Regions from separate parts of the Columba livia genome. Here region 2 is linked to region 1. A link is a contact called in public Hi-C data. All regions are on one chromosome and are shown on one strand. The core of a region is the stretch at or near the end of the contact, and the rest is flanking DNA. Distances in the headings are between cores, read along the strand shown. Region 1 overlaps IRS1 (insulin receptor substrate 1). Region 2 overlaps IRS1 (insulin receptor substrate 1).

The links. Hi-C and Micro-C count contacts between places; a contact is called where the count stands out from the background.
Region 2: a contact with region 1 is called in a Hi-C map of crop, with 1.7 times the contacts expected there. The contact joins two enhancer-like sites. A contact is called at or near these places in 2 of 2 Hi-C or Micro-C datasets (crop and liver).

Annotation. Positions count from the first base shown.
Region 1 is chr9:17,310,540-17,313,433 of bColLiv1.pat.W.v2, forward strand. All of the region lies in intron 2 of IRS1 (insulin receptor substrate 1), which reads left to right. Among named protein-coding and RNA genes, the nearest start is that of IRS1, 100 kb to the left of the region's middle. Within about 2 kb of position 1,537, at least 3 of the 3 cell types and tissues checked have an H3K27ac peak away from gene starts, as active enhancers do.
Region 2 is chr9:17,460,171-17,462,946 of bColLiv1.pat.W.v2, forward strand. All of the region lies in intron 3 of IRS1 (insulin receptor substrate 1), which reads left to right. Among named protein-coding and RNA genes, the nearest start is that of IRS1, 250 kb to the left of the region's middle. Within about 2 kb of position 1,326, at least 2 of the 3 cell types and tissues checked have an H3K27ac peak away from gene starts, as active enhancers do.

The sequences.
Region 1 (2,894 bases), core at 287-2,786:
ATGGAACAGAACTCTATAAAAAATCCAGGTAGAAGTATGCCTCTGGCTTAATCCATCTCTTTTGGACTCATTTCTTGCAAACAGAACTGCTCTATTAGAAGCCCCTTCCACAGAGAACTCTTTGCAGGATTAGGACTGTAAGCAAGCTGTGACAGAAATGCCAGCTGTGACAGAGGATTGCATGTCAGTGCTGTGGGAAGATGGTGAAATAGCCTAGTTCCTGCGCAACACTTCTCATTCATAGATTTTGAGGACTTCAGTGTCATGTTACAGTGATATCCCAAGGTTACTCAGCAGATAAGTGGCACAGCTGGGAATGAAGTCCAGGTGTCCTGAGTCCCAGTCCACTGCTCCATTCATCCCGCCTCCAAAGAAGCAATGTTTGCAAAGAGCTGTAGGAAATGCTTGATTTGCCTGAGTTTCACCCTGGGAATGGAATGCTAGGTCAGCAGTATTTATTTTCTTATCTTGATCCCCTTAATTTTTATTTTTTAGAGAGCTCTCTCTGTGACAGAGCCTCTTGCAAACTCAAAACATGTTGCTAGTAGTGCTTGGAAGATTTCTTGGATGTTATCGAGGCTTGTAAAATAGTGATTCCCAAACTTTGCCTGTGGAGTTTGGAAAACGATGGGAGGAACGATCTCCTGGTAGCGTGTGAGCTGCCGTCCTGTGTGCCACTCTGATCCCACTGATGACTGGATTTAAGAGTAAAGCATGGCTGGTTCTGCCTCTGCCCCATGCCAGATTTTACCCTATTGCCCTTGCTCTGAAGTTAATGGGTTTAGAGATATGAACTCACTGTGCTTCTCATTCTGGAGCTGAAGAGACTGCCACATTTAAAAGCCCCACCACCCATTGCTACAAATCTATTAAACATCTCCTGTTCACCACACAACCTTCTGTTTCGGCAGCTGAGCACGTAAATTCCTGTGACCAAATAGCTGCACAGTTAACTGCTTTCACATGCGCTCCCACTGTGCCTATCTCAAAAGGTGAAATCCTAGCCCAGCTTTGCTCCATGGGCAGCTGGCTGGTGACCAGGACATGGCTGTTTTGGGGGTCGAACGGGGCACCCTGGAGCCATACTCTTTATATCTCCCTGAAAGGGTGAGGCAGGGGATGAGCAGGTAGAGGCAGCCCAGGCAAGGGTGAGAACTATAACTTGCCCTCATCCTCCTCTCCCCCTGTCACTAAGAGCCATTGGCTACCGCAGGAGTCCAGACTTGCTGCCGGGCTCTCCCAGGACCTGGTCCTGCTGGGGCTGGGTGGCGGGGTTCATGGTGGCTCCACAGGCATGGCTGGCTGTGTCCTGGGGTGCTCCCTCCCACAGCCCCACTGCACTTACGGGAGGGAACCTACTTTTATTTTTCTACCTCCCAAGCTGCAGAAGGGCCTTTATTCAAAGTGAAACTGCATGTAGCTCTGAGGGGCACATGGTTTCCCCCAGCTGCCCCCTGCCCCAGCTGGCTGCTGTGCTCTGCCTGCCCATCCAGCAGTGGGGCCCAAGGGGGCAGTGGGGCTTGGGGCTAGCCCAGCGTGGAGGCCCAGCGGTGGGTGCCTGGATGGCCAAGGTGAGCTGGCAGCAGTGCTGTAACTAACTGGCCATGTTAGAAACAAAAGGGCCACGATCCCCTGGTCTGGAAACCGGGGCTGGAGAGCAGCGGTTAATTTGAAACACAGGCGAAAATTGCGGCAGTGCTGGGAGCGTGTTTGCCTTGGCTGCTCCCAGCCCCGCGCTGCAGCACCAAGCAGGCCCCTGGCCGCCGGCCAGGCTGTAATATTTCCTTTCGCTGTTGTTCATAAAGGCATTCAGGAAAACAATTGAGTGCAATGAGGGCCTTCCCGTTCCGGCGGGTGCGTGCCTCCGGCGAGCTGAGCCGGGGCTGTGGGGACCCTGCCTGGCCTGGGGCAGTGGCGGGGCTGAGGGCCACACTTGGCGGGCCTGGCCGGATCAGAGGAAGCAGCTTTTGAATGCTGTTTCTCCCACCCCTCAAGGCACAAAGGGATTTATCCTGGCAAACAAAAGGAAATGTCACAGCCACATTTTGATGCCGAGGTTATGAATGTGTAGTTCAAAAGTATTTATCAACAGAACTGTGGCTCTTTTTTTCAGGCAAGTGCTCAGCTGGCGGGGGCTGCGAACCCCCAGCACACACGCTGCAGGCCTGTGAGGATGGTGGCATGGTTTGTCTCTGTGGGAGGAGGAATGCTTTGCAGTACTGCAAGGCACCCTCATAGCTGGGTCTGCCTGAGAGGCAGTGTTGAATGAATTGCTTTGAAATAGAAAAGCCACTCACCTTGCGTTGTTAGTTATATGGGTATAAAGTCTGCACATGAAGCAGGCCTCAGGCTACCCAAGATGTCAGCTATGCAAAGGAAATCATAGGGAACATAAACTAATAAGGACAGAAATGCTCAAATTACATGGCATTTGCATTACCTGGGGCATGGCAGCAGTAAAAGTGAACACAGGGGAAGCTTGGCAAGTCTCTCCCTCCCTGTACACATACAACCACATCATTTGTAATGGAGCCAGCCAGGTGCTGGGAATGCCCCTTCACAGCTCAGGGAAGTTCTGAGACTGCTTGAAACCTTGCAGGATCCTGGCTCTTAAAATCCAGCACTTGCTGAAATGCTAAAATATCACTGACTTAGGGAGAATGGCTTGATGTCCTTATGTAAATTGGGACAACCCTATCAAGGCTGTGTTTACACTGACTAATAGCCCAGATTCACTGCTGCAGGGTAGTCCTTGGTGTAGCTGTGACAGGACAAATCTCAATGTACAGAAAGCACCTGTTAGCCTTGGGCTGACAGAGTTTGTGGAGGGTGAGGTCAGTGAGTCCTAGATGGAGGACAGGATATAAGAGTCTGATGCTTCATATCTGGGATGG
Region 2 (2,776 bases), core at 76-2,575, 150 kb after region 1:
GCTTTTTAAAATATTTTATATGCATGATAAGACTTACTTCTCTGTTAGCTTGCTTATCTTTTTGACTATTTCTTTTGAAGTAAGAAACAGATGGCAGCATTCACTGTAATAAGTGCAGAAAAACATGCCAGCCAATTAGGGTGGTTTCAACTGACTGAAAACCTGGATCCTTTTCCAGTATTTTGGTGATTTCCACCCCCCACCCTATGTGTCTAGAGGAAATTTTTATTTATCATTTGTTTAATAGAATCATAAAACCAAAGATTAAAGGGATCTTAGGTCATTGAATCTCTAGCAATGAACCTGAAAACAAAGAGCTGAAATACAGCTTATGGATTTTTTTTATTCCAAAGGATCATTATTGTCTGCCATAAAATAAGAAACCCCATAAAGCAAATAGCCTTGTTAATGTGAATCCTGTTCCTCACTTGAATGGGCCAATAAAAACTCTACCTGTATATGATCTTAAAATATTTACTAATTCTTCAAACTCTAGCACATCAAACTCTACTTCATCCAATAAGTACCCTTCCAAAAATCACAGGATTTTAAATAACTCTTTCTTAAATCCTTAATGTTTTGTCAGGTTCCTGAAATTGTGAAATTGTCATTCCAATAGTTCACTTCTCAACAACGTTTTGGGGGTGGTATGTCCCCCACCCATTTCCTTGCCAGGGAAGGTTACAGTCCTCTCATGTCCTACCAAAATGAGGGAGAGTTTAAGATGCTTTGGATCCCTTAGGAAAAAAGACTCTTCTTTGTTAGAAGTTACTGCTGAAAATGTAGGTCAGTACTGATCTGCTCCTGTACATACCTGTATCCCTTTCTAGCAGTCAGTGTTATTGAGACCATTTTGGCTTCTAATATGTGATTTTATTCCCTGGTTCTGTAGTGCTTTCATAATTTTTGTGAGACGTTCTGCAGTCCTGTCCTTGCTGTTCCATTGTTTCATTTCAGAGGTAGACCTATGCAGCTTTCACTGCTTTAGGATTTTCAGCTCAAGTCTTATTTTTTATTTTATTCTACGGCTTTCTGCCACAACCTTTCTTTGCTGTTCTTAAGATTATACTCTCTAAACGTCTCCTGTAATACCATTATTTATATTTCTCTATTATCCTTTTGGTATCAATCTTTTTCAATGACTTTTCAATTTTAGTCAATGAGCTTCTAAGGATGTAACCTAAAGCAAAACTGGTGCTGCTTACTAGGGTAAATTTAGTCTGTGAAAGATGAAAATCTGCTTCAGGCACTAAAGCAATTTCCAGTGTAGCATATCAGCTTTTATCAGGCTTGGTCTGTTCTTCCTAAATGAAGATATTAGGTCTGTTTATGGGTGACTATGGTCACTCTGGGAAGCATTTGGAGGTAGTTAAGGGTAAAATAGTGATTATTCTTCAAAATCAGAAACAACTGGTAGCTCTGCAGTGACGATTTAAATTTCTTTTTTTAAATTCTTTCAAACCACAAAGCTGTGTGTTGTTCAATGATTGAATGCATTTGGACTTATGGAACTTTTCATTTAATGCTGTTCTTCATTGTTTTTGGCTGAAGCCCAAGCCTCACATCTTCTAGTTGCAGGATTCCTTTCTGCAAACTCCATCCTTTGCTGAAGGCTCAGTGTAACATGAGACCATCCCTGTTTCCCAGCAGGCAGCACATTAAAGCTCTGCCTGTTGACCAGCTGCAGAGACAGGTGTTATTCTCCTTTTCTTTCTTCTTCTCCCTTTACTTTGTCTTCTGACTTCCCTAACATACTGTCAAGTCCTGAATGAAATGAATGACTAAACTTTATAAGGCTGGAAAAAGCCCTAATTCAGACAGTGTGGAGCTAGGGATTTTGATCTAAAGTTGAATGCTCTTAACCGCCTATTTGCCACATTTACATTGGGCCTCCAAGAGACTGAGCCAAACTGGAAATCCAGCTCATAAGGATAACTGCAGAGGCCACAAGCATTGAACATTTCTCTTTCCAGGCTGCTTAGCACTGAGAGAACCACACTGCAGATGCTGCAGAAGCCTCATGGTCTGGTTATGGCACATTTGTACTCTGCTTCTCTACCTTAAATGAACTTCATGCAAGTGGCTACATGTAAAAGTGTGTGGGAGTTATCAGTGCACTGCCATCACCTGGACCTATTTCTTGTGGATGTCACCTGTGTTGTGAGTTTAACCTCCTGCAGTCATGGGGCAAATCAGAGGCTATTTGTGGTGGTGTGTTCAGGAATTTGTAAGAGGAATAAGGCCTGAGAAGGAAGTCCAGTGGGACCCAGTCCTAGACTCAGCCTAGTTTCTTGACCCATTATTGATAAAATGCATCTCTTCTTCCTGCTTCCACCACTATTGCGTGCTTTCAGTATTCTGTTTAACGTCAAATTTGAACCATCGTTTTCTCCTATTTACCTGTATAATATCATGTAAACCTGTGGTGTTCTATAGGTAACATAGAACAATACATTTTAGGAGCAGATTGTTTCTCAGAGGAACATAATTTCTCTGCCAAAAAAGAAATTACAACTGGAACTTAAACCAACCCTGAGCTTTAACTTCCTAACCAGTCATAATGACTCAATCTAGTAATGGTCTCTCCATCAGTTAACATAATTTTGAAGAAGACTTACCAGTCTATATCAATTCTATGGGCCTGTCTCAACCACTCAACCCATATCTGGTATTACAGCCTGCATGTCTCACTTCATCACCTTGAAATTATCATGGGGAATGCTAATATTGAGGCCCCAGGAAAAAGAGCTTGTTAATGTTTGCAGTGGTTACGACA